Regions from separate parts of the Bicyclus anynana genome. Here region 1 is linked to region 2. The links are chromatin contacts, called in public Hi-C maps. All regions are on one chromosome and are shown on one strand. Each heading gives the region's core, a stretch centred on a gene start, on an enhancer-like site or on the middle of the called end of the contact. The rest is flanking DNA. Distances are from core to core; before and after follow the strand shown. Region 1 has its middle 38 kb from the start of LOC112046422. Region 2 holds the start of LOC112046422 (protein distal antenna).

Region 1 (4,171 bases), core at 300-2,799, 38 kb after region 2:
TAATAAAAGGATGCACGTAGAAAATTTCACTTAAAAACTGGCGAATTTTGCTTTGACAGTTTTACAATTATTGGTAAAGAAAATTATACTTAGAGGCCATATAGTCCAATATTTAATACAATCCCAAATTCAGACCAAATTCAACCTTAAGGATTGAGTTTAAAGTTGATTTTTTTCAATTTCCAAATGCGACTACTTGAATTAAGTGCCAAGAAGTTGTGTTTGGCACATTGTGTGGGGACGTTTTTTGGTCGCTGATTGTGCATCCACTTTTTAATAGAAGATCGTTGGTCGCAAAGGAACAAACATACTCACTGATAAACACATAACCTAACACAATGCCTTGCGTTCGTTAGGTTTCAAACGAACTAAGAGTACCTCTCTACCTACCCAACAACATTAAAGACCTTATTTTCCGCAGCTCGCAGCGCAGTTGTGAAAAGGCGCCGCATTTGTCGGCGCGGATGGTACGTTAGTTAAGCAACGCGAGCACACAAGCAAACAAGCTGTTCTATCACTTCCGCGTATCGACACCTACGCGCATCGCTTACGTGTGTGCGTGCTCCCATCTTACACGGGTTAGCTAGTTTACAGTTCAGGAAGACTTTGTCTTGAATTGAACTGAGGTTCGGCGCTATAGCTGAAGTTGATCAACATGTTTTTATATTAGTGAACGGTTGGATGTAAATCTTTGCAGGCAAATGCAGTGTAGTCAACAATTTGCTAAAAATTAATAGCATTTGAACGAGTAATAGAGTTTGGTTTGAGTATAAACAACACAAAAGTATTAAGCACTAAATCTTGTGTCGCCGCAAACGCCACAACCACAAACGCCGCCACCTAAAGCTAGAAGCGGTGTTTTGTGGCGTGTGCGGTGAGTCCTAAAATGTATGAAAATTACAGTAAAGCGGTCGGTGGTAGCGTTTTGTGGGTTTAGCGTGGCTCCCGTGTGCGTGTGTGTGGGACATTTATATGAGGATCTCGCATCTGACAGTTTTCGGGGTTAAAAATCTACTAAACTCAGCAGTTACTTAGCTGTAGCTCTATGCTGAGTGGGAGACCTTTATTTGGTTAGAACAATAATTATCATTCATCATTATCAACCCATATTCGGCTCACTGTTGAGCTCGAGTCACCTCTTAGAATGAGAGGGGTTAATCCAATAGTCTGCCACGCTGGCCCAACGGATTGGCAGACTTCACACACGCAGAGAATTAAGAAAATTCTCTGGTATGCAGGTTTCCTCACGATGTTTTTCTTTCATTGTTTGAGACACGTGATATTTAATTTCTTAAAATGCACACAACTGAAAAGTTGGAGGTGCATGCCCCGAACCGGATTCGAACCCACACCCTCCGGAGTCGGAGGCAGAGGTCATATCCACTGGGCTATCACAGCTTTCATTATTATATATATATTTCCTTGTTTTTTTTTTACCTGACAATAAAATAATTTCCTTTCTGTATACTGAACTGTATACCCCGCACACCGCGGCGCGCGACCGCGAGCCGGCAAGCCTCAGGCGGCGCCGCGCCTCCGTCTTCGAAAGGCCGGCCGCTTGTAGCCGTTACTTCCTTTGTGTTTTTTTCTCGTTTTTTTTTGGCTAAAGATCCCGCAGTGCGACTGTGCCCCATGTTACGAACATGCTGGAACATTGACATATTCGCTTGTTTATTTAACTTTGCTTGAAGTGGCAATTTTGAATCAAAGTAAACTGCCTACTACAGCTATCTTCACTGTAGACGGGTAACACAAAACTCTCAAGCATCGTACAAGTTTTGGACCAAGTGCCTTCTGATGAGGTCCATAGTTAGTTAACAATGTAAGAATTCGTGTGGATATTGGTCATAAAATCGAATCATTAATCACACTAATAATATAAAGGCGAAAGTTTGTGTAAGTGTGATAGTGTCTAAGTATGTTTGTTCCTCCTTTACGCTGCGGCTACTGAAGCGATTTGGCTGAAATTTGGAATGGAAATAGATTTTACTCTGGATTAACACATAGGCTACTTTTCAACCCGCAAAAATCCATGGTTCCCGTGGGATTTGTGAAAAACTAAATTTCACGCGGACGAAGTCGCGGGCGTCCGCTAGTAACCCATAAACGACTCACTGTTGAGCATGATACTCCTCTCAGAATGAGAGGGGTTAGTCCACCACGCTAGACGCGGATTGGCAGACTTAGAAATTGAAGAAAATTCAATGGTATGCAGATTTCCACGCGATGCTTTTCCTTCACTGTTTGAGATATAAGTTGAATTGGAGGTGCTAGTCCCGGACCGGATTCAAATCGAATCGAAGAGGAGTCATATCCACTGGGCTAGCACAGCTCTCTAAAATCGGATAAATAAATAAATATGTTTGTACTAGCTGACGCAGCGCGGTTTTACCCGCGTGGTTCCCGTTCCCGTAGGAACACGGAGATAAAATAAAAATTCCTCGATAAATGGTCTATCTAATACTGAAAGAATTATTCAAATCGGAGCAGTAGTTCCTGAGATTAGCGTGTTCAATCAAATAAACAAACTCTTCAGCTTTATAATATTAGTATAGATTCCGTTCCCGAAGGATTAGCTAACGGTATGGTACGGGCGGAGCGGGAGCGGGCGCGGGCGCGGGCGCGGCGCCGCGCGTTCATAAATCTCGCCGCCGCCGCTTCCTTTGTGTGTTTTTTGCTCCCGGCGCGGTAATAAGATCGCGAGTCAACGCAGGTATAGATAGTTCGGCTCCGTCCAGCCGCGCGTGAAATGCAGGAGTTACGGCACAAGACGGATGGGCGTACGTTTTGAGAACATTCTAGATAAATAACGCGCAAACGTTTAATTCCATTTATTCGCGTGATGCCACTTTGAAGTTTTTGATGAGGTAAATGGGTAAAAAGCACTGTTGTAATTTTGTGAAAAATTGTGATTTTCTCGTGTTTTTTGTTCAAATCATTCAAACATTGATTGGTTGATTTTCACGCGGTTTTAAACACTTTCAATGATACTCAATTTATAATTCATTTAAACGAGTCAGCTTGAACGATAGAGAACACACTGTATAATAATCTTAAAGCGAATAATCAATGGAATAATGCAGAGTACAAAATAGTGTACATGTGATTTTGAGATTACAATATCATGTACAATTTTGTCTCTACTCAGAACTATGCTCTCTTCCGAATCAAGTCTATGGATCTACACTAGGCATGCGCGTGGTTGACTACTGACTACGTTTCAAATCATTCTCATTCTCAGACTCGTGCCTTGATGACTTAATAGATGATAAATGTTTGATGTTAAAGTTTGGACAATGCTATTAAGAAACGGGGAGGAAAGTGCACAAATCAGAAAATAGACACTTTACCCAGATATTATGCTCTTACTTTCAACAATTGCTTAGGCAGCAACATGAGCCACTTTTGAGCACACAGCAGCTGATATACGCGTCCACTGCGCGTCGATTGCGCGTCCGTTGTCGCGTCCGTCGCCGCGTCCGTTGAGTCACTGCGTCGCGCCGCTCACTCGACCCCGCGGTAATGGGGATGATGACTAGGTTTGAATATATTGATTTTTATGATACATTCGGGTAAATAGGGTCAATGTTAACTAATTTATACATAAAAAGCAAAGATTGTCTGGATATTTGCAAAATAAATGAGATTATAAAATTTCAAAATCTATTAAAAATATTTTATCGTAATTAGATGAAAATTCATACAGTTTTAGCTTCCTTACATTAAATGTGACATTTTTTTATAAATGAACTATAAGCATAAACGCACAAATAACAAAGATATTAGTAATTTTGTTTGAACGCGCATACAAATCTAACGATCACTACATTGCCTATGACGTCATTATTTCAAGCCATTTTGTATGGGGCGTTTTTCAGGGATCCGCGGCAGCGCCGCAAATCTGACTCTTTAAATCCCTGTAGCTTCGAAAGTAATGATCGCAGATACCCTGTTCCTTTTACAAAATTGCTTTACTATTAGTATACTTTTAATTTATATACAATTTAAAAAACTGTCATCATCCCTATTAGCTGACACGGTCGTTGCCGCTCCGGCGCGGTGCGGATGTACTGGTGGTTAAAACCGTAGAATACATCCTTCCTCCCTCTATGGTATTCTTGAACACTTTCTCGTATAATCATGATTACGTACTGGGTATTTGAGGACTTGT
Region 2 (4,035 bases), core at 1,468-3,967:
GAAGCCTTGGACTCGCCGTCGTTGACGCGTTGTATCGCCTCTATCTTATCTCCGGGTGTGAGGGCACGCATAGGACGTTTGCCCTTTGTAGTCATTTTTGCCTCTCGCTTTCTGTAACAAAAGAAGTGAAGCCGTCAGTTTGCTTCGCTAATTTGAAGTATATTCTTCATAAATACGTCTCTGTTACAGCCGCAGTATGTATTTTGCGCGAATAATTAGCAGCTTGACCGTCGTCATTGACAGTTTGTATGGGAAATTATTGCGAGTGGTCTCTCGAGTAAAATAATTTTAAACACAACAGATAACGTTTGTTAGGCGAGTATGAATATTTGTGAATAGTATTGTAAATGTGGTTTTATTTTTTATTATAATTATTATCACCATATTAATAAACTTTCAATAAATTTAAATTCATAATATACATTGACATTATAATACGTTCTTGATAAACACACAAACTATTTCGGAATAATTTATAGACGTATTATTAATATCGAAAGTATTTTATTTTAATATTGTACGAAAATTTAAATCAATGACCAATTACGAAAAATAAACCTAACCTTAAGAGTAACGAATAACAATTTCGTATTATCCTGTATAAAAGTTCATCGAACTTGGTTTATCATTGCACCTGTATTTTATATCGTACCAATGACCTGTGCAGATTAAAGATTTTTACGACCGCTAAAAGTCATTCAACGATTTTATAATATAAATAAACATCCATGCGAACACAGTAGGTAACATAGGTATTTGGGCAAAAACGATAAATGTGTTTACGCGGGAAGCTATAAAGTTACGAAAAGATAAACAAAAAGAACACATAAAATTATGACCTACGACAACAGTAAGCGGCAAAAGTTGTCGGGTCGTTGACACCGTGACCTTGCAAGCGACGCACGCATCTCGCAGTCGCCGACAGATGGCATTGCATGTCACAGGAAATAATATTTTAGTTTTATAAACTTTTGTGTACAAAACAATCACTGCATTATGAATGAATTCTATTATAGTTTTTGACCATGCGGTCTATAACGTTCTATAGAATACCATTTTTATTGTCAGATTATCGCTTTTGCATTAATTATCTAAATTATCTATTAATTTAGAGGTAACATAGGAAATTAATATCATTACCAGGTATGGTCAAACGTACGTTTATAATTACATACTTATGTTTATTATTGCAATATTTACACCACTTTTATGTACATTTTACTTTGTTTTACATATTTTATATTGAAATTGAAATTATTTGAATGATTTTTAGTTAAAACATTTCAACTATCAAAACTACTTGGCTGTAGTAATTAGGCGATTTTCTTTGGCGCACAAAGTGAAAAATGAAGATTGACGGATTGGAGTTATCTAATAGTTTTGTTAATTTTTAGTCAACTTTGTGATAGAACTAAAATTCGATAGGCTTAGGTAATTAGGTACGAATATGGCAAGTCTTATAGATTACGAATGAGAAATCTCAGAAAAGTTTCCTATAATGAACGCGCTAAGTTTGAATTCTTATTTTTTACGCACTTTTCCGTCGGCATTACACCTACGGAACTATAATCAAAATCCGATATTTAATATAAAAATAGCATTTTCGACAGGACTTTTTAGGAGTTTACATATTCTTAGGCAAAAATTTAACTATTCTGGCGAGAATTATTCAATTTTTAATCAAGACTATGAATTAGTATAATAAAATAACTCATTTATTTATATTTCAAAATCATTTGGGATAACGAAAGCTTCCTTCAGTATAATTTAACATAATTAATATAATATTTTGATTTAAGAAGAAGTGGAAGATGCAAAGTTTCATGTCTTTATTAAGGACTTTACTTAAGTGTTTTAATTTTAAAAACACTTTAGCAAAATTGCATTGGCAAATGAAACAAAATGTCTGTAAGTGAAAAAGCTATTCAGTCATCATTATAACACCATGAAAATTATGTAGTGGTTTATAATTTTTCAAAATTTGTCAATTAAGAATACCTTTGAAAAATTGTTACAGCAAAGTAATTTTCGTTTTCTTAGACAGTTAGTGTGTTATCTAATAAATATATGAAAACTTTGGTGATTACTTGCAAAAGTATTACTTAAAGTTTGCTCGTGATTTAAGTCACAGTTTACACAGTGGAAAGTGTTGATGTTGATAGATTATGACAATAGAGATATACTCGTAACTTTAAAAATAAGTGCAACAATCAAAAACGGAGCCAAAATTAATTCGTCTAGCGAGTTTACAGACTAACGCAGTGAAAAGTTGTCAACTTACTTGCGAGCCGGCACGTGTGTTGTGTTTACAATTTTCGCGGAGCCAGCCGTTGCGCCGCAGCACAAACGGCACGGCACGGCACAAACGGCACAAGCGATGCAGGTATGCGCAAACGCGGCACGTGTTCCACAGTTTAGGGTTTCACTCACTATCACGCAACACGGCAACACTAGTTCGGTCGGCAGTTGTCCTTCGGGCGGCGGCACGGCACGATACGTTCGTCGCGGGGCGCGCGCGGCGACTGTGTGCCGGTGGTGATAAGGCCAGCCGCGGTCCGCCGTCCGCCGGCCGCGCCTCTCCTTTGTGTCCGTCCGGCGCCCGCCCGCGCCCCCGCGCCCCCGCCGCGCCCCGCGGACCCCGCGAGCCGTAAACACCGGCGACCGGCCTCCGCACTTTATTAACGCAATTAATTCTCCGCGCATCAACTTTCTACCGAAAAGATCGCGGACGGCAAAAGTTTTATCGCCCGCCCGAAGTTCACTCAACTTTTCCGCACGCCGGCAACTTTTCTAAACTTTATCTCGTAATGACTCGGTGCGTCTCGCGGCTGTCTCGGCAACTAATAGTTAGCGGTGAATAGTCGTAATTATTACAACTTGTGCATTGTTTATTTGTGTATTTCTGAATAAATTAACATGTTTGGATGCTATGATTTTGCAACTTGATATTGTTTAGTAACACTTTTCTTATTAAGTAACTTAGTAAAACGGTTCATTTCATTTTTTTATTTAAAAAATCTGAATAGTTACCTACTTAGGTAGTTCCTACGTAATCCTATATCCTAAACTCATAATCGTTTACTTTAAACAATAGACGACACAATTGGATGTTCTTATAAATTTTAAAGGTAGGCTTTTTTTATCTACCTATTTTTTAAGCACATTTTCTATAATGTCCATGGCATCCATATCCATAGGCACAATACAATTAGTATACCGTGCGATAGGTATCTACATCAATATTTGTAACAAAACCTTTTGTTGTATAAACAGTTATTACGAGTAAGTGTAAGTACCTAGTTGATCCTATTTTTGTAGAATTTCTTTAATACTTTGGTATTTGGTAGGTAGGTAAATCAATCGGTATAGGTACCTAATGAATGTAAAACTGCAAACAATAACTTTTCTAGGTATATTATTATCAATTTTAACCTGTACCTAACCATGCTGCATTACGTATGAATGTTAAAAAAATCTGTCTATCTGTTTGCTAAATACAAAAAATACGTCTGTGGACAAGGCTATCCATGCATACATATTTACGCAAAAATAAAAAAAAATGAAAGGGGTAGAAACAAAGATGAAAGTTTGTAGGGTAGGTATTTCGAACTAGTGATATACAAACTTATTCTAGGTAGGTACTTAGTTGTTGTAACTGAAAAAAAAAAGTTAAGGAAACCATGTAGCCGACTTCGTGGGAACAGTTTGGGTGGTCTCAGAATCTGCAGTGGCCAGACCGTCTTCATTTAATAAAAGCTGAAAGTTTAATATAACACTAATAAAATACTAATACAATTATAGTATTCATACTATAATTGTATTCTAACATAACGTGAGTATAATATATTATTTTGTTTTGCTAATCAATGTCTACCATCACTAGCTGATCCAGCGGCTTCGCTCGCGTTGAAATCTAATACGGGCAACATTAATATCTCGCGAGAAAGTAATAATTTAAAATTATTATAAAATTATGAATAATATTTTATCTATAAATAGGTATGCTATTAAATGCAATGCTAAGTGTTATTAGAA

The links. Hi-C and Micro-C count contacts between places; a contact is called where the count stands out from the background.
Region 1: a contact with region 2 is called in a Hi-C map of whole body, with 3 times the contacts expected there. The contact joins the enhancer-like site here to the promoter of LOC112046422 in region 2. A contact is called at or near these places in 2 of 2 Hi-C or Micro-C datasets (whole body and whole larva).

The regions. Positions count from the first base shown.
Region 1 is chr21:11,330,047-11,334,217 of ilBicAnyn1.1, forward strand. No RefSeq gene overlaps it. Among protein-coding and RNA genes, the nearest start is that of LOC112046422, 38 kb to the left of the region's middle. Within about 2 kb of position 1,550, at least 8 of the 8 cell types and tissues checked have open chromatin away from gene starts, as enhancers often do.
Region 2 is chr21:11,291,187-11,295,221 of ilBicAnyn1.1, forward strand. LOC112046422 (protein distal antenna) reads right to left here and starts at 2,718. Exons shown (of 2, transcript XM_024083034.2): 1 at 2,282-2,718; 2 at 1-111. The coding sequence starts at 2,703.